Regions from separate parts of the Hordeum vulgare genome. Here regions 1 and 2 are each linked to region 3. The links are chromatin contacts, called in public Hi-C maps. All regions are on one chromosome and are shown on one strand. The core of a region is the stretch at or near the end of the contact, and the rest is flanking DNA. Distances in the headings are between cores, read along the strand shown.

Region 1 (3,603 bases), core at 858-3,357, 170 kb after region 3:
AATCATTATTCTCAGTCTTCTCAACCTTGATACTACCGTCTTTTTTCTCAATCTTCACACTTGTCGACATAGAACTCTTCTCAGTCTTCACAGTTGCTGACGTAGAATTCTTTTCAATCTTGACCTTTGCCGACACAGAATTCTTTTCAACCTTCATGGGCTGAGGTTTATCAGCCTTAGCTGCAGAGTTGTCTGATTTTCCATTTGCTGGTGTGCCATTTTTCTTTCCTGTCTCTTCAATAACAACCTTCTTCCAGTACCCAAAAAGGTCTGCAGCCATAGCCTGTATGTCTGAGTTAGGGTGCTTCGTCAGGTACCGAAGACGTTTGCCAACCTGACAAAACAGAACCCAATCTGTAAGTTGCAAGTTCCTAAGCCCTATGAAAACAACTGCTTGGGGAAAGTAGCTGAATGAAATAAATAATATCCGGTTGAGAGGGAAAGCGGATGTTTAGGAACAAAATATTAAATTGATGAACTAAGCTTTAGTAAAAACAACATTTTACATAGCAACGCAATTCACACAAGATATTTCAGACTCCCAACCAAACACAACTAATAAATGCAAGCACTCAAAAGGAGTATCACTGATCATAAATATTGAGTGCTTGCCAATTCTGGTTCATGCTCAGAATACCTCTGTACCTTACGAAACTAGATATGCTTTTGCACAAATACAAGATAGTACTCCCTCCGTCCCAAAATAAGTGACTCAAAAAACACTTAGCTTTGTACTAAAGTTAGTACAAAGTTGAGCCATTTTGAAGTCACTTATTTTCGGACGGAGGGAATGGATAGGTTAGAAAATCTAAAGTACCCTAAATTGGAATTATCCAGTCTCTCAGTAGGTCCTTCGTACCTCACACATGAACCAAAATGTCACAGCAGGTCCTTTAGGAGGCCTAGACTCCTAAAAACTACTCTGTAAACCTGTATCTCAGTAGTTGTATAGGCTCAGTGCTCCATGGCACTTATGTAGGTGTGATGGAAGGAAAAAACTTGTATCTCAGTACATTCAAAAGAATCTCCATTATAAAGGACCTTACTTAGTTTTGAATCACAAAGGTGTTAAAAGTAAAACTAAGACTATGGGGCTGCTTTGTTTGGCGCCACAAAATGGCTTGCCTTGGCAAGCCAAAAAATTGGCTACCAACTTACTTTGCCTACGTCAAAAAATTGCCAATCTTCAACAATTTTATGGAGTTGCCAAATGTTGGCTAGCGAACCAAAATAAGACGATGGTTGGGAGACCACTTTATGCAGAATCCCAATTAAGATGAAACTAGCATCAATCTGACCCACAGCAAAAACCAAACCATCACCGACACGGATTAATTTTTCCAGCACAAAAGCGACGAAACGCAAACAACCCATGCGCCCAGCCTTTTCCTGAATGGAAACAGCGAATCTGTGGTAACCCGCAGCATTCAACGAATCCCAGCCGCCTACCCACCGTCTCTGTGAGGCATCCAGGCACTGAACGACCGCCCTATTACCCACAAACCTACCAATCCGAGGTAAAAAAAAAAAGAGGGGAAAAGGTGTAACCTGCCCCCCTCCCACAAGATCTAATTCCCAATTCGCTTTCCGCACCTCTCAGTCACCCTCTAAAAAGGGGGAAGAACGTCATGCCTCGCATGAGCACACGGTAATTTCTGGCGAAGCAGCCAGGAAGAAAAAAAAAGGGGGGCCCAAATTGAACGCAGCGAGGCGCATTGCACCCGCAATTCCTCCTCTAGGGTCGCCGCATCCGCCGGGACCCAACGCAACGATAGGGCACGGATAGTCTGATTTCTTAGCAATCGAGAGGGGGGGAGGCTCACCTGCGTGGCGACGAGGACGTCGGTGTTGACGCGGAACTCGCGGAGGCGGCGCAGGGCGTCGAGGCAGCGCTGGGCCTCCGGGGGCGAGCCGTCAGCCTCCTCGGCGGCCGCGTCGGCCGCCTTCTTGGCGGCCTCGAAGGTCTCCATCAGCTCCCTCTCCATGGCCATCCGGCTGGCTGGCGGCGGCGGCGGCGGCGGCGGGGGGGATGAAAACCCTAGGCGCAGCAGGAGGCCTCGCCGCCGCGGTCTACCCTCTCGCGTGTCTGGCTCGGAGGCGACTGGAGGAGAGGAAAAAAAGGGTTGGATTCGGGGGTAGCGCGGGGATTTATACGGCGCGGGGCCGCCGCCGCCGTTGATTCGGAGACGGATCCTTCTCGAGCAGGCCGGATCGGACGGTGGATCCGGCGGCACGTGGCGGGTAAGGATCCGTCCCGTCCTGTCGTGTCTGCAGACGGTGTGTCATTTCCGATTTCTCGCAAAGGACTGCAGAGGTGGGTGACTCAGCTTTATTTATGACAACGCCTGAGTCTGATTTGTGCCAACCCGTTACACAGGTTATGTTGTTGGTGAAAATTAAACTTTCACCAATCTTGCTATTTTGTTAGGGTTACAGCAACTACAATCCACGTGTTTCATCGGTGTTTTTTGTTTGGATCGACATGTGTGCTTCATTTTTTGTTTGGATCGACCATAGGATCAACGTGTCGATTCATTTTTTTTTGTCTGCGTGGCAGGTTTACGGCTATTTATCGATCGCTTTATCAAGAATCACATAAATGTTCAAGAACTACATAAATATCTCATGTTTAACATTAAATTGTCTCAAATATATTTGAAAGAAAAGGTTCTTGATACATCTATTGATTGTCGACGTGCATCCACATATGCTTAACCAAATCATTTTGCAACTGCATGTGGGTTTTCCAATAACGAATCTTACGATAAAATCGACGAACTTTGCAAGCGTTGTCGCTTCTTCATGCTCAAGCACAACAATGTCACCCTGAAACTGAAATCCTTGATCACAGAAACGTTTTGGACGCCCATCCTCTACGATCATGCTGTGCATGATCACACAAGATGTCATTACCTCTCACAACTTTTTGGTGCTTCAAGTTATAGCAGGAACCGCACGATGCCCCATCAAGATTGAAGAATGCCAAAAACACGCTCTACATCTTTCCTAACACTCTCTTGCTCTTGGGCAAATCTCTTTATCTTTTCTCCTACAGTGTTGGAGTTTGTCTTCACGAGAGTAGACCATTGTGGATAGATACATGACTCAAGGTATGTAGACTCACTCATCCGGACATACTCATCAATGGGATCACCAGGAACTCCGTATGCAAGCATCCGAGTGGCGGCAATGCATTTCTGATAAGAGGAGAAGCCAATCTTTCCAAGGGCATCCGTCTTGCACTCGAAATATTTATTATACTTTACCATCCCTCCTGAATACGGTTGAACACATGCCTAGATATACGAAAACGACGTCGAAACATGTGATGTTTGAAGAGCGGGTTTGGGGTCTCGAAGTAGTCCGGCGTAGGAAACGGTCACTCTCCTGATTGTGATTCAGTGCCGGCGTGTACCCAGTATGGATCCCCTAGACAGTGGCCGCTCCATACTTAGGTGGTCATGCGACCAACGCAGCTACCACGATCTCCTCGTCACCGGATGAAGAATCATCTGGATCACAAGGAACGTTGTAGGAAAAAAGTCATCGTCGGAGTCCATTTGTACCTTGCGGGCGTCATGGAAGAATCCGAACGGTGAGGAG
Region 2 (3,154 bases), core at 551-3,050, 190 kb after region 3:
AGCTCACTTACAATCACCATCAACGGCTCCTTGCAGGCCCCGATGAACTATAGAAGTCAGAAATTTTTGTGAGAAACAGATCACAAGAAAATTGATGGTTTTAGTTAGGAATAGCTATTGTAAGATTGAATTAGGCACAGTAATGTTGCCGTTCAGGCAAGGATGTACCTTGACAAGATTATCATGTTTCACTTTACACATCATATTTACTTCACGGATGAAACGATCTTCAAGCGTTGCTTTTTCTTCCGGAGTACTGCCACTGTTGAGAACTTTTATGGCTACAATCTGATCACCATACCTATTTGAAAACAGACATACAAACTAGTTAATTACTGATGTAAGCCATCAAGAGTATCCACATGGGCAAAACAAAACTACAATATAGAATGTAATTAAACAGCATAGGTTTCTCCTTGGGGGGACAAGAATGTCAGGCTGGCAGCTCAACTTGTGAGAACATCAACGATTAGCAGCAGAAGAAAATGGTTTTATTCCTTAATACACACACATGCTGTACATTGAAACATAAATAAATTTGAGAGAATCAACTCTTTGTAAGTATTAGAACAAGACTCAAACCTAAAAAAAAAAAGTCAGAATCCTTGACCATAGCAGGAATAGCAGATATGTACAACAGGCTGGCACAGATAAATGAAGCGCAAAATAAATCAAATCCTAGGGAGGTAATACTGCCGTCGATTAAATGAGAACCCTAAAGCGGCTCTCAAGCATGTTACGAAATTTTACTGACTGTTGTGTAGGTACACCTTGTACTGTACCTCCAGACGCAATTGGATACTTACAAATTAAAATCCTACCAACTCTTACCCCCTACTTCGTTGATACATAACTATAGAACTTTTTGCAATAACACCCATTGGATTGGACAGCTGCTAGTACTAAAGCTTAGGAACATAAATTCAAATCTGGGGCAGTTGATGCAAGTACTGCCGACCTTGAGCTGAAGGATATGAATCACTGTGCAAGGGTTATGGTCATAAAAGTTTATCCACTTACTTCCCCTTGTAGACCTTCCCGTGGGCGCCCTCCCCAATCTTGGATCCGACGAAGAGCATCTTGGGGTCGACCAGCAGCTTCCTGTCAATCCAGGACCCCGGCGGCGACGTGGCATCCGAGCACCGAGCGGGCTCCACCGAGTCGTCGGCCGCGACCTTGCTCGGCCGCGACCGCCCGAACCCCTCGCTGCCGCTCCCGCCGCCGCTGCCGCCGTCCCTGCACCCGTCGCTGCCGCAGCTCATGGTGTCCGGCCGCACGCGATGCGACGCCGCGGAGGGGACGACCGTGTCGGGGTCGGCGAACTTGCAGCCGCAGGTCAGCCGATGCATTAACGCGAGCACCCCGCGCGCGCGCCCAGACGACCGGAGCCCCGGCCCACGCTCATAGAAAAATCAGCCAAGCCTTCAGCGGCAACCCCCGAACCCACGGCGGAGAAGAGACTGCTCCAGAGCGCCAATCGCCTCGGAAGGCCCCGGCTCGCGCCCCGAAAAGTCAAGGGAATACCTTGGATAGACCAGAGGAAATCAATGGCCGATTCGTGCCCAAGAACCGAGCGGAAAGGCGGCGATTTTGAGCTCAAAAAAGGGGGAGGAATCCGCGGGGCTGCGGCGTGGGCTAGGTGCGGAGAAGAGGCGGAAACCCTAGGGCTGGATAGAAGCGGTCGGGGCGGAGGGGGGTACTTCGCCGTGCGGCTGGGGGGTCGCCGTCGCGGCGGAGGAGGTGCGGGGAAAGGAGGGGGGAAGGGAGGGGAAGGGAGGGGAAGGTATCGTCGGGGTGAGCAGAGCCGCAGTGGGCAGAAACTTTATAGACGCGGGGTATAAAGCTGGGGAGGGCGTGAGGGAGCTGGTGGGCGAAATGCCATGCGTCCCCCCGTGTGCGTACCACGGGATGCGCCCCAAAATATCTCTTCCCTCTCTCACAAGGCCTCCACCATGGTCCTGCCTCCACCTTAGGCTCATGCAGCCCCCACCGTTGATCAAAAGATCTTCTTTTCCCTGGGAATTGAGATCCAAATCTCCTGGTTATTTAGGTTTTGTTATGTGATGTGTTTGTGAGTTTGTCGGGTAATGGCGGTGCATTTGCGTGTCGATTCGCCGTTTGAGGTCTGGGATATATTCTTCGAGTAATGGCAATGTGTTTTATGTGTTTTGTTTGTGTGGTATGTACTTTGTCGAGTAAGGACGACGCATTTGTGTGTTGATCGACCGGATATTTTCTTTATGCGATTTGTATCTTTCGATTAACGACAATGCATTTTAAACATAGATTAGTGTGATTTATATCTTTCGATTAACGGCGATGCATTTAAACATAGATCGGTCGAAATTCGCCACGTGGCATGTGCGATATATTTGTCGAGTAATGGTGTTGTGTTTTATATATCTGCTTATGTGATATGTATCTATCGACTAACGACTATGCATTTATGTGTAGATCGGTCGAAAACCGTCGATTGACGTGTGTGATATTTTTGATGAGTAATGGTGATGTGTTTTATGTATTTTCTTATTTGATATGCATCTACCAAGTAAAGGCGATGCATTTATACATAGATCGGTCGAAATTTGCTATTTGACGTATGTGATATATTCGTCAATTAATGGCGATGAGTTTTATATATCTGCTTACGTGTTATATATCTGCCGAGCAATGGTGGTGTGTGTATATATTGTTGATGTGATACATATTTGTCCAGCAAATGGTTGTTGCATGTATATCTTGTGATGTGATATGTATCTGTTGAGCAATGGCAGTGTATTTATATATAGATCAATACAAAATCGCCACAACCGCATGAGGATATCAGTACGCGTGTTACTAGCACGTGCTAAGGTTATGTGTCATGTATCCTCTTGGGGTTGAATGCTCACGGTGGATCGATGGCTTGTGGCTCACGCGTGTGACAGGTCGGTTGTTACGGATATAGAAAGCGGTATGTATTTTTTGCAATGATGATGACAATGGGTGCGTTTGGTCTTGTCAAGGGTCCAAAGGTCGGCTACCACGCATGTACTAGGGAGTCTCCCTTCTTTCGGTGTTGCATGTTGTGTAGCGGTTGTCACGTGGTTGTCTAGATGATGTCAATGATCAGTGATGGGTGGCTCAGTTGCGTTCAGCATGTTCAGAGGAGTCC
Region 3 (3,153 bases), core at 33-2,532:
GATAGTAATTACGGATAGTTGGAACCTCCCTCAGGTCCCGCCAACTTCCTCGACGCAGACGGAGGAGGCGTGGAGGGCGCCAACACGGGTGCCGCACCCTGACCGCTTCTTTCGCTTCCCGGTGATCATCGCCCACATTGGCTTGACCGCCTGGATCTCAGAGTTACCACCGACCTCCTTCGCCTCCTCTGCACAGCCCCCATCCTCCACCTTGACCTCTCCTGCACTAATCACATCCCCAACCTTTGCCTCGCCATCACAGCCCACGTCCTCCTCCTCCTTGACATCGCCTGCAGAGCACCAGCCCCAACCCTTGTCCTTGACCTGTGGATTGAAGGAAAGCTTCAGCCTCAGCTTCAACGGGAGGGCGAACGGCTTAGCTGGCAGAGGAGGCGGCGAGATGGCCGGCTTGACAGGCTCAGGCGAAGGGGGCGGCGGCGGCGAGACAATCGGCTTGGCAGTCTGTGACATGGGAAGACGCAGGACGGTTGGCTTGGCAGGATGTGGCATGGGAAGGCGCAGGACGGTGGGCTTGGGAGGCTCTGGCGGCGGGAACGGGAAAGGGAAGCAGCCGGTGGTGGTGGTGGTGGTGGTGGCGTCGGGCGGGCGGCGGCTCCCGCTGATGCGGATCTTGGCGGCGTCGTAGGCGGCGGCGGCCTCCTCGGCGGTGTCGAAGGTGCCGAGCCAGAGGCGGCGGCCCTGGATCGGGTCGCGGATCTCCGAGGCGAACTTGCCCCACCGGCGCTGGCGCACGCCGCGGTACCGCACCGAGGGGGTCCTCCCCCCGGCCTGCGGCGGGCGCGAGTCCTCCCTCCTCCCGGCCTCCATCACGCGGCGGCGCTTCTTGCGGTCCCTCCGGCGCTCCTCCTTGGTCGTCGGCATGGCAAGCAGCGGCGGCGGCGCGGCCTCGTCCTCGCTGGAGGAGGAGTCGGTGGCGTCGGCGTCGTGCACGATGATCCGCACCACGCGGCCCCTGGGCGGCGGCGCCGCCTCCGCCGCCGCCGCGGCGGCCAGCATGTCCAGGCTAGGGTTGGGCCCCATGCCTCGTGTCTCGGCTCAATCCATCCTCGCGCGCGATCGGGGGCGCTCAGCCTCGGCGCCCCGCCATGGGCGGCGGCGGCGGGAAGGGGAAGGGGGAGGGGAGGCTAGGGTTAGGGTTTCGTCCGTCGGTGGGGCGGGGCGGGGCGGGGCGGATGCGGCGGGTGTTGGTGGCGTGCGGTTGTGGGGTTGCGGTGGAAGCCGGAGGACGAGTGGCGGAGGAGGCGGGGGCTAAAAGGGGGGAAATGGGTGGGGGCGGAGCACGGGTCGGTTGAGGGGCAGTATCGGGATTTCCCGTTTTCATTTCTTCTGGTCCTGGGCTCCTGGCCCTGGCCCTGGCCCTGGGAAGTAGTATCGCGGCACGGATCAAAGGGAGCGCGTGGATATTCTCGAGGGCTGGGGCTTACCTCGGAACAAAGAAAGAAATGTGGGGAGGCGAAATTCAAATTCGTGGGGTGGACTACTGGCTCCTTGCGTTGCCGAGGAGGATAAGAACGACCACTTGGAGGTTCTCTCAAATGGTTATCGGGAATTTGGGATAAACCATGTGGACTAAGACTAGATGCGCAAGTTTGAGGCAAAATGGACAAAAATAATCCCAAAATGTAACAAATTCACAAAATAAACTCTCTTGGAAACTATCTCACTCAACTAACATTTTCAGGTAGCGTCCAACGCGTCGGTGCTATGCCCTATGTCATAGCGTCTTTCTCACACGCGCTACGCTGCTTGATAGCGTGGCGTCGTGAGCCAGGTCGGGCCTCACCCATGGTTAAGTATCGTCGTCTGAAGCATAGGTGGTATCCCATATGTGGCATAGCGTGTGAGACAGCAAAAAGTCTAATTTAAACATTAAACTTGTATCTGTCAGGCGGAATGAACCCCCGAGTCAAAATCCCGGTCGATTGCACCCTGAACTATGCAATCCCGGTCTAAATCGAACCCTCACCTTCTGTCAACTGGAATTTATCTCGAGAACCGACCCATTTTAATTTTTCCGTTAAAAAAAGGGCGCACTTAAGTTTCATTTCGTTAAAAAAATAATGCATGGGTGGCTTCCTTTTTCTTCCTTTTTTCTTAAATTTTTTAATCTTTTTCAAATAGTTCATGCAGGGCGCAAATTATTCACGCCGTGCGGCATGCAAAACATTTCCTAAATATGCAATAAACAGTTTAGCAATACACAATAAACTTTGTATAATATAAGAGAAAATAAACAGTAACAAGAAAAGAATGTACGTTGCATTTGAAAAATGTTCACGCATTTCAAAATAATGTTTGGGACATTTAGAAAAATGTATACGATGTATTGAATTTTTTCAATTTTTTTTTATAAGGCATGAATTTTTAATTCATTTTTGAAGCCATATTTTTTCAATTTGTTTCTTTTCTTTTTTTCTACTTTTTTATTTTAAGGCGCGAAATTTTTACAATTTGTTTTTTTAATCCATGAAACTTTTTATTAAACTTGTGGACTTTTTCGAATCTGAGAACTTTCTTCAAAACTACAGCCGTTACCTCTTTTTCGTTTTGAAAATCTAGTTCACGACATGCATCATCACCATACATACAGTGGCACACGTACGTACGTGCGGTGGCGCATGTACGTATGTACAGTGGAATGCATATGTATATGCAGTGACGCGTGTACGTATGTACAGTGGCGCACGTGCGTGCGTACGGTTGCTATTTTAAAAATGAAAAACAGAAAAAAAAAAAGACAGAAAAAAGGAAAGAAGGAAAGACAGAAAAAAGAAAAAAAGAAGAAGTGGACCGGCCCAACTAAAAACAGTGTGAAATAGCATCAATCCCGGTCATCTTTCGGTAATCCTTGTTTGACAAACGACGTGAGGGTTTAATTTAGACCGGGATTGCATAGTTCAGGGTGCAATCAACCGGGATTTTGATTTAAGGGTTCATTTCGCCGGATCTCTACGAATTCAAGGTTTAAAATGGACTTTTTCCCGTGAGACAAAGGCGCTATCCTACCGAGTGTAACACCCAAGATGCGATCATATCCTTATTTTGGTGCGAGGGCCTCTACAGGGATAGAAACGCATCTCGTCGTTTCGCAAGAATGGATATCGTTAGAAGTACATGTACTGAAGAGAAGAG

What was found. A called contact is a pair of places that touch in the nucleus more often than the background predicts.
Region 1: a Hi-C map of leaf shows a contact between it and region 3, with 4 times the contacts expected there. The contact joins the promoter of LOC123452958 here to the promoter of LOC123452956 in region 3. A contact is called at or near these places in 4 of 6 Hi-C or Micro-C datasets (leaf and seedling) and 1 of 1 datasets of contacts at active chromatin or transcription factors (embryo).
Region 2: a contact with region 3 is called in a Hi-C map of leaf, with 3 times the contacts expected there. The contact joins the promoter of LOC123452960 here to the promoter of LOC123452956 in region 3. A contact is called at or near these places in 2 of 6 Hi-C or Micro-C datasets (leaf and seedling) and 1 of 1 datasets of contacts at active chromatin or transcription factors (embryo).

Annotation. Positions count from the first base shown.
Region 1 is chr5H:559,722,685-559,726,287 of MorexV3_pseudomolecules_assembly, forward strand. LOC123452958 (transcription elongation factor TFIIS) reads right to left here and starts at 2,108. Exons shown (of 2, transcript XM_045129705.1): 1 at 1,824-2,108; 2 at 1-334. The coding sequence starts at 1,991.
Region 2 is chr5H:559,742,636-559,745,789 of MorexV3_pseudomolecules_assembly, forward strand. LOC123452960 (serine/threonine/tyrosine-protein kinase HT1) reads right to left here and starts at 1,801. Exons shown (of 6, transcript XM_045129711.1): 1 at 1,021-1,801; 2 at 169-301; 3 at 1-47. The coding sequence starts at 1,349.
Region 3 is chr5H:559,553,190-559,556,342 of MorexV3_pseudomolecules_assembly, forward strand. LOC123452956 (ethylene-responsive transcription factor 1-like) reads right to left here and starts at 1,283. Exons shown (of 1, transcript XM_045129703.1): 1 at 1-1,283. The coding sequence starts at 1,041. The coding sequence ends at 31.